Linked DNA regions of Hordeum vulgare: region 2 is linked to region 1. Evidence: chromatin contacts called from public Hi-C data. All regions are on one chromosome and are shown on one strand. The core of a region is the stretch at or near the end of the contact, and the rest is flanking DNA. Distances in the headings are between cores, read along the strand shown. Region 1 holds the start of LOC123407858 (AT-hook motif nuclear-localized protein 25-like). Region 2 holds the start of LOC123411065 (diacylglycerol O-acyltransferase 2D-like).

What was found. A called contact is a pair of places that touch in the nucleus more often than the background predicts.
Region 2: a contact with region 1 is called in a Hi-C map of seedling, with 2.5 times the contacts expected there. The contact joins the promoter of LOC123411065 here to the promoter of LOC123407858 in region 1. A contact is called at or near these places in 1 of 6 Hi-C or Micro-C datasets (seedling) and 1 of 1 datasets of contacts at active chromatin or transcription factors (embryo).

The regions. Positions count from the first base shown.
Region 1 is chr7H:148,761,115-148,765,920 of MorexV3_pseudomolecules_assembly, forward strand. LOC123407858 (AT-hook motif nuclear-localized protein 25-like) reads right to left here and starts at 2,561. Exons shown (of 1, transcript XM_045101087.1): 1 at 942-2,561. The coding sequence starts at 2,250. The coding sequence ends at 1,300.
Region 2 is chr7H:148,905,719-148,910,524 of MorexV3_pseudomolecules_assembly, forward strand. It overlaps LOC123411065 (diacylglycerol O-acyltransferase 2D-like), which reads right to left and starts at 2,349. Exons shown (of 9, transcript XM_045103986.1): 1 at 1,938-2,349; 2 at 1,692-1,766; 3 at 1,513-1,598; 4 at 1,208-1,314; 5 at 956-1,111; 6 at 732-818; 7 at 457-554; 8 at 280-367. The coding sequence starts at 2,140. It also overlaps the pseudogene LOC123408511.

The sequences.
Region 1 (4,806 bases), core at 1,311-3,810:
AAGGTCATAACACAATTTCGTCAGCTACGATCTATGGCATTTGAGTCTGATGACCGAGAGCACACCTTTGACCAAAGAAGGAGGTGCGATGGCATCAAAAGTTGCGAAACAGAACGAGTTCCAAAGCGGCGCTGTGCCCTCTTGCATCTCTCCCAAGGAACACGAAACAGCAGCGAGCACGAACAAAATTTCCATGATCGTACTGCTTGGGAGAGGAGGAGGCAGGTACGGCAGATGCCGAGAATCTTTACCCATCTTGCGTGCACCTGTGCTAGGCCTTGGCCCTCTCTTTCCTTCCTCTTTCCCTCTGCATAGCTACGTACGAGCGTGTAGCCTCTGGGTCTATCTGAGCAACGCAACAGCGATTGTAGCCACGCATGCACTGCCAAGAAATAAAGGAAGAGATTGACTGAAACAGCCAGAGGCTCGGTTGCCCCACCGCGCCAGTCTTATCGGCCCATCTTTTCCCTCGACGATATGCTCGAGAACGAGGAGGGTGCAGTCAAACATGCCTTTCGTCGAATGTCAGATGACAAAAACATGTGACATTTCGTGGAGTGGTACTACTATTATCTAGACGCAACATGATCGTATTACTCTGAATTTGTTTGTTCAAGATCGATTTCATTTGAAGAAATAGTAGATGGACGGTCTGTTTACAGTTTACTGCTTGAATAATATTTACTGTATTCGATTTACACTCCCGCTGGCTGGCATGGTTTCATGGCTGGAGCTCGTACCACGCCTCTGCTGCCAAAAGGGATATAGGAGACGGAGACGGAGACCTGAACCTGGCACTAGTAAACAGACAAAACACAGGACTAGGGACATGGTAACTGTAGTTACTCCTTTTTCTGTAGGAGAGGCTCGTCATACTACTAGCACGCTGTACAAATCGTGGTAGAAGAAAATTAATCCTGAAATTATCACAGAGCCAAAACTAGGGTAAGGTTGGGTTCGAAATGTTGATCTGATCAGGAGTACAAAATATTAGTACAGGATTGAACCACCAAACACCGGTTCACCGTCACCGGACATCTACTCTCTTCCGGGCTCTTGTTGCACGATCCAAAATATTTCTTGCGACACTGATACTGGAGCCTAAACTAGTCCACAAAATGTGTTCACCGATAATATTACATTACATGCATTGCGTACTCCACAAATCGGGCTTCCAACACGTACCGCAGACAACATGCTTTCCCACAATGATCGGTCGCAGTTTCTTCAGATCTCCTACAGTAATTCTGATGCGACGCCATTACTGAGATCGACCTTGCTTGAAGACAGCCCAAGCAATCATGGCCTGACGCCGCTCCAGCTCCCCAAGTTGTCTCCGGGTCCGGGCAACTGGTAGCTCCCAGCATTCCCTTCAAGATTGCACAACGGCGCGCCAAGCCCACCGGCCTCGCCTCCGGTCACCTCCGAAGACTGCGACGCCGCAGGCTGCTGCGGTAAAGTGCAAGGTGACTGCGCTGCGGCGCCTCCTCCCTGCGCCTCTGTGGCTGCGGTGGCCGTGCCGGCCTCCTCTGCCTCCCCCTCCAGCGGCAGGCGCTCGTAGACGGCATTGGCGAACGACGCGGCCATGAGGAACACCGGCCCCGCGGCGACGAGCTGGCCGACCACGCTGCCGCCGACGACCTGCCCCTGCCAGCCGGCGAGGTACACGGCGAGGCTGCTGGCGCCCGGGGGTGCAGGCGGCGGCAGCACCGTACCAGAGAGCGACAGGATCTCGAACTGCCCCTGCAGGGTGGCGACGAGGCCGCCGGCCGACGACGCGCCGGGCTGACGAAGCGAGACGTCGGCGACGACCCCGGCGCCGCTGAGCACGCAGACGCCGCGCCCGCGGCGGCGCGCGTACTCGGCGAGGCACTGGACGACGTCGGCGCCGTCGGCGACCTCGAGGATGTGGGAATGGAACGCGTTGGGGCTGTCCCGCGTCACGATGATGGGCGGCTTGGGCTTGTTCTTGGACCCCCGCGGCCTCCCTCGCGGGCGCCTCATCGGCCGCGCGGGTCCCTCGCCGCCATCCGCCAGCACCATGGCCGTTGAGGCGGGCTGCTGCGGGTCGCCGCCGCCCCCGCGTTGCTCGGCACCGGTGCTTCTGTCCGGCGACGCCATGGAATGCTGCTCCGCCTTGACATGCGCGCTGGGGGAGAACGGCGTCGTCTGCTGCTGCTGCGCGAGGAGGAGGTCGAGGTAGTGCGACGCGCCCCGGGGCTCGCCGGCGCCAGGGTCCATCCTGGCCATGGCGCTCTCATCGGCGCGCTCCCACCAATTGCTCGCCGCCAGCTTCTTGGTCTCTTGAGCCTCCGCCTCCTAGCTAAGTCGCTCGCCTGGTATTTCTGCCCAGCGCGGCGCGACGCCGCACAAGCAAAAGCGATAGTGTACCGTGGCCGTAGGCGGTGGGGTTTGGAGCCAGAGACAGTGGCTGTCGATGAGGAACATATTCAGCGATACACCAGGGCATTGGCCGGGCAGGGCCGGGTTTCGGGCCGGGCCTTTCAAAGCCCGGCAACAAAATGCCAAGCCCAGCCGGTAGCCCTGAAAATGACTGTTTTGGTAATACAAAATAATTTATCCTAAAAAATGTCATTCAAACTAATAATAATAAAGCAGGATTAAATAATGCAACTTTATTCAACACATGAAAGCCATTACAGATAAAATGCTTTGGATCGAAGATAAAAAAAAAACTACCGCCTCTTCTTCACTAATGTAAGATGGTTTCGGCAGTCAAACGTCTTGCATTAGTGAATATGGTGTGCAAAATAATTTCTTAAACTAGGAAGTGCAATGAAATCTCTTGGATGCACCTTCTTGAAAATAATTTTTGAAAATGAAATCTAATCAAGCTTCAACGAAGTCACTGCCATTATACTAGACTATCAACATAGTCATTTATGCACGAATTTGACCAGTCACAAAACTACAAGAGAGCCCTTTGATTCGCCCATCCAAAAAGATGAAAAGTCGAGAACAGTGAACATACTTGATTATGACGTCTTCGGTTTAATCGTACGCTAACCATATACGCAAATGCGTACGATCAAACCCAAGGACTCACGGGAAGATATCACAACACAACTCTAGACACAAATAAAACAATATCAGCTTCATATTACAAGTCAGAGGCCTCGAGGGCTAGAATACGGAAGCTCGATAAACACACGAGTCAGCGGAAGCAACAATATCTGAGTACAGACATAAAACAAGGGGATCCTTAGAGAAGGCTAGCACAAAAGATACAACGATCGAACGAGGCGAGGCCTCCTGCCTGGGAACCTCCTAACTACTCCTGATCATCAGCGGCCTCCACGTAGTAGTAGGCACCGTCGGGGTAGCAATCGTTGTCGTCGGGGACCTCCATCTCCTGAGCTCCATCATCTAGTCGCAACAACGGATCAAGGGGACAAAGAGGGAGCAAAGCAGCGGTGAGTACTCATCCAAAGTACTCGCAAGTCTTACATGAGAACTATTATAGGTATGCATCAATATCAAAGAAGGGGGTGGTTATATATGGACTGACTGCAGCAATGCGAGAATAGAGAGAGAAGGCCTAGTCCTATCGAAGACTAGCATCTTCAGGGTCTTGCAGCAATAGACGAGAGTAGAACAGGTCTAACGCATTAATAGTCATATTGTCGCAGCAATATTAAAGTGTGGTCACACCCAGAGATCCTCCCTCGACTCCGTGCGAGGAAGCAATCCCGATGCAACTACTTTCCAGTTAAGTAACCATTGTAGTTGTATAAGATCAGGGCACAACTCCAAGTCGTCCTGTAACCGTGGACATGGCTATTCGAATAGTTAATTTTCATCCATGCAGGGGTGCACCACATGTCCCGTCACGCTTGATAACACTCTGGCCAGACACACTTTTCTGGGTCATGCCCGGCCTCGGAATATCGACACGTCGCAGCCCCACCTAAAACTAATCACACAGGCCAGCCCGCCGGTCTAAATCCTAACCACAAATGGTTCATGGGCCCAGTTCCCCTTCGCGCTCCTGCACGATGCGTGGGCGGCCGACGTCAGTCCTAGCATCCCTTAATCACAAGCGCGATGCATCTCGGGACCACTCGGGCACGCGCCGCTACGTTGCTGACATCTGAAAAGCTTCGGCTGATACGCGACGCCGAGTACCCATAATTCTTCCCGCGTAGCCGGTTAGTGCGAAAAGGTCTCCGACCAACCCAGATCAAACACCCAAATCCATTGACATTTTAATTAGGCCATCGAAACAATCTCGCGGGAATCCACCCGTCTTAACAACTAATCACCAATGATCCGAGTAGCATGGTCGAGTAACTGTGTGGTTGTAACATCGGGGGGAATCCGAGGTATCACCCTCGTTGGACTTCGAACGATGTATTCGTCAAGGTGGGCTTAGAGGAATCACCCTCGGGGGTCCCACGCTTGAGGGGTTGCACGACAGATGCATCGTCGGGAATGGTGAAAGAGGAATCACCCTCGATAACCACAACCGACTAGCTATACTATAGAGATAGCATCAGGAGTACTTAGCGAGGTGTCACCCTCGGTACCCGATAGTATCTCTGTAGCGTCGTACAACTAAGGGGGGTGTATGTGCTGTGTCGGGTCTGGCTCGTCGATCAGGGATCAAGATTTGAAAACAAGCGGGGCAACTGGACTACGGGGTCAGAAGGGATGACTGCTCCACCTATACTAAGTAGATTAAAGGTACAGGACTGAAAGTAGCAGTTCATCAAAAATAGGCTATGCATCAGATATAGGAGCTATCTACAATAGTAGCAAAATACTAATGCAAGCAGTAGGAAGAAA
Region 2 (4,806 bases), core at 1,099-3,598, 140 kb after region 1:
GCAAACATGCTTTTCTAGGTAACGAGATGGTAAAAGAAGTACTAGTAGTAATACTAGTACTGTTCACGTGTTAGGGAGGTCAAATCCTATTAACGCTTCCGTTTAATGGAGGAGTTGATTTCAGTGGAATAAGTGACCTTCTGTCTAAAGAGGCGAAATGTGCAAAAGATGAACTCTTAAGATAGTCCTATCAGTAATCAACCTATTGTCCTCTACAAGCTTATCAATAGATTGACAAATCTGTTCCTGGCAGCAGTTTGCATGATTATGGGTTTCCACCTCATCAATGGTAGGCAGAGGATTTTTCTTCAGCTCAATGGGTCTTCCAACAACCACATGCATAGGTGACGAGAAAGCGATCGGCGTCCTGCATTCAGATGTACCAGTAGAGATGAAAAACCATTTAAACCGATACCGCAAACCAAAAAATAAATACATCAATATGCAGGGAGTTACCCGTATCTTCCCCAGAAGATAATAGGGGTAAATTTAAGTGCCCTAGCAATGTTCACAAACAATTTGCCTCCTGGCCTCCACCACTTGTAAGCTTTGCTCTGACCAGATGATGACAACACATAATCAGAATAGTGATTTTCCAGGTATGTATTCGGCGATAAGAAGCCAAGAATGAATCAATTCCACAGCTTCCTTTTGCTTTAAGTTTTGCTTTCGAAATTTACAGTTAAAGCAGTCAGGTGGTACATAGCCCGAATAAAAAACAATCTTGCTACCTGTCCGAAGCAGAAGACAGGGACTAAAGGGCAGCCAGACTGCATAGCTATCTTGACAAACCCTTTTCTTGATTTAAGGAAAGCAACCTGCATAACACGGAAGGGTTGGACAAACTTAACTTAGGAAGAGTAGTAGGTGATAAGACTATTATATCTCAAAGTCAATGCTTCTTGCGTATGAGTTGTACAAGAAAGGATGTCCTCGGCGTGTCATAAGCACAAACCTCGGAATCATGATCCATATGAAGAATCTCCTGTATACCTCCGGGCACCACGACGCAACTGTAACCCGCCGCAAGGTACGAGTAGAAATTCTTCCTCGTTGCCGCGATCAGCCCTATCCACGTCCATATCTGCCTCAGGAATGGGGTGTGGAACACCTAACCCAAACGAAGCATTGAACAGAGTGTAAGGAACACAGCCTACTAGCCAATGCAACGAAATTAATCGGCAAGCAAATTCAGGGGGGGCATTACCGCTCTGCTCGCGAGGACTTTGAGCTTAGGAAGAGGCATAAACCCGACATGGTTGGCCAGAGCCGCCACGCCGATGGGCAGCACGGAATGCGGTTCATAGCCAAACACTGCGAACATGGTACTGGACAAGTCAGGCGGGCACAAGCTTTCTGCATAACGGATTTCTGTTTTTCTTGGCCCTTTCGACATGGTCAGCAGGGAAAGTGACGCTGAATCGCCCGGGAAATCTTGGTCGAGACTCCGTAGGTAGATACGATGATCATGGCATCGGCTCTAAAGGGGAAGTGATATTTGAGGGAACTCACCGTAAGCCCTGCTGGAGTCGAAGGCCTCGTAGTCCTCCACGTGCAAGCTAATCGGGAAGTACCCCATGGCGTACTTGCATATGAACCTGCAGCCGCAAGCATAGCAGAGCCATCGGTTGATCATCATCGGTCGAGCAAATTGCAGCAATTAGGAAGGAAGTGGGTAGAGAGGAATGGACCTGCCGATTTTTCGGCCGAGTTTGTCCTCGTCGTTGAGGGGGATGAACATGAACATGAGCTGCAACGCCACCACCCTGCACCATCACATCAGATGAGGATTCGCCTCAGCAACCATGGAAGGCGAGAACAGAATAGTAAAGAAAGGAGCAAAGGAAGGAAGGAAAGGAGATGCTCTTTGGCCTCCTGCTAAGAAAGAAAAGAAAAGAAAAAGAAAGGGATGGAAAGGGACGGGAGGAGGGACGCACAGCGCGGCGAGGCGGAGCGGGAAGAGGAAGAGGGAGGCGAGGATGAGGAGGACGTTGAAGTGGATTCCCCCGAGCCACAGCGCCAGCGCGGCGATCGTCCGCGGCAGCGAGTAGTTGGTGCCCCGGAACACCGTCGCCCCGCCCTCCTCGTCGCCGCCGTCGGCCCGCGGCCTCTCCTCCTCCAGCGCGCCATTCGCGCCCATGTCGCGGAGCCGGGGCGGCGGAAGGGAGGAAGAGGAGAGGAGGTTCCCGACCGGTTGGTCTCCGCCGCTTCCTGCGGGTGTTCCTTGCTCGGAGGCGGGCGGATCCGTCCGGCAAAGGTGCTGCCGGCCGCCGCCTATGCGTTTGGTGCGGTGGCGCCTCGGCCGTCGGATGTGCTGTGCGGTGCCTCGGAATCTCGGATGGAGCGGCGCGTTATAAAGCCGATTCCTGGCTGGTTGTGATAGCACTGCACGGGTGTCGTGCGCGCGCCGCATGCGCTCGACGTGGCGGCCCGCGTCCCGCCGCGCGGCGCGTATCTTCGCTGCCGCGGGACGTCACGGGTTGCTTCGCCCCGTCCGGTCGTGCGTGCCGCTGCTATCTCTGAACGGCGGGGTTGCCAGATGCCACCGCTACCTCGCCTCGCGGCCAAATTCACAATCTTTTTGCAAATTTCAGCCCGATGTGATCCGTTTGTAAAAACCAAAAAAATCTGATTTTTTTTACCGTCATGCGCTGTGACAAACATTCTATCGTCACTTTCTATGGCAGCAGGAATTGGATCAACTGAGACGGCGTCGTTTGAACCTGTTGACCCGACGATGCCATCTGCGCTAATCCGACTCTTTCTGAGGATAAGATGTGTATGATTATCGTCACAGCGGATGATCTTAGAAAACAAATCAGATCTGATTTTTTTTGAGCTAAACTATAAAAAAGGTTAAAACAGTGAAATCGGCCTCGTCTAGCATGTCGGCCGCCTACACGCGAGCGCGAGAGTTCCGGACGGCCGGCGCGAAGAAATGGACCCCGGACGTCCGGCCGTGTGTGCCGCTGCTGTCTTTGGACCTCGGACTTGCGGGCTGATGAGTGATGAGACTGGTACTGTACTGCAACTGTACCTAGCGAGTCGGGGTGCACGAAAGCATCTGCTGCTGTGGAGGTTGGATACTTGGATGTGAGGAATTTTGGAGGAGCGAAAACGTAAAAGCAGTGCGCACAAAGTGTTCTACGCCCCTTCACGCAACACGTCTTGGAATTCAACTCGAATTTGGGGGATACGATGCGATTCCAACGTGCGCGGTCGTAGAATTGAAGCACAAGAACGCCGCAAAGAATAGTTCGTTGACTAGAAACGTTTACGGCAACTCCAACCGACCAACACAAATGAAACGACGATTTTTATCTGTTTGGATCCACCGTCCACTCTGCGTTCGTCCGTTTTTCTGTCGGCCGTCGGCCCAACGCGAACGACTCATTTTATGTCCGCACATTTAGATTAAAAAGACCTTCATACCAACGTCTAATAGTTCATGCCGGCATACATTGCGACCCTATACAAAACCATCACGCAGTTCATGCTGGCACATACCAAAAGGGAAGGGAATCGGCTATGTGGAAGATGCGTGCGGCGACTCCGGCAGCATCATCCGAGGATATGCTGACGAGCCCGTGCTGGCCGCGGCCGCGGCAATGACGGCGACAAGCCTGTGCTGGCTAGGGTTTACCCCTAGATACAACAAGGCCTCCCTCGTTGCCGCCTTCACCCGGACATTGGTGTCTTTCTGTTGCGCGGCGACGGCGATTGTGACGACGGTAACTGCCTCACCCCTTGCATCCTGTGCCTGCCTTCGACCCTTCCTCTTAGCCGACTCCACGGCCCGTTCCTCGGGCGTCAACTCCTCCTTCTTCTTCTTGGGCGGGGCGGCGGCCTTACGGGCGGGCGTGGGCCTTGCCTCTGGCTTCGGCAGCGATGTCGGACGAGGCGAGGGAGGCGATGGCGGCGGCGGTCTCGAGGTCGTCGTCCATGACAGTGGGAGCAGGCGCGGGAGCGAGCGGAAGTGTTTAGGGAAAATGGAGAGAAAAAGTGATCGCTTACCGCCGACTTGCGGGTCAGGGAGGGGAGTAGGCGTGTGTCCCGAGCGTCTGTTTTTTGTTCACGTTGACGTAAATCAGGCTTAAAATTTAATCATGAATGGGTCGCGAGACAAATAAAAAGCGAATTCGCGTCCGTCCGTTTAGATCGACGCGTGTGATATTCTTTTTTAAACGGATCCAAATGACGATAACAGACAAAATGGTTTGTCTCGCCCGTGTTGAAGTTGCTCAAACTGCCTCTATCTATAAATAAATCACGACAAAGAAAACTGCATTGTTCCTGAGTTCTTTTTTTTCAACTGGCCAACACGCCAAGCTGCCACCGGTGCCTAAAGCATGCTCGTTACACTCTTCATTGATCCGCATAATCAAAATTTACATGCATATACTTGCATCTATATATCCTCTATGCACATGATTTTTCCAATCTTTCGAAAATAAAAGATGTATGTTTTTCAAGAATTCCCTGTCAGATTGAGATGGACAGATCATCTCAGGTGTTCAGTGACGTAGCTGGGGGCAAAAAATGAATAAAATTTAATATGGATAATTAAATATAAATGAAGATTTTATTATTAGACCATCCTGAATTATTGAGCTAGATAAGCTACTGCACGTGTTGCCGGTCGAATTGTTTCACTCCAACCTGTTTCTGCACGCTACTAGGGTGTGAAACACAATCTCAGTCTGCAACTAGCCAACTAGACCAGATATATTTGACAGATACCGATTGCATTTTGCATATTGCAATCACGGCTTTAAAAGCGCGATGCAATTCTTTCTCTGTTTTCAT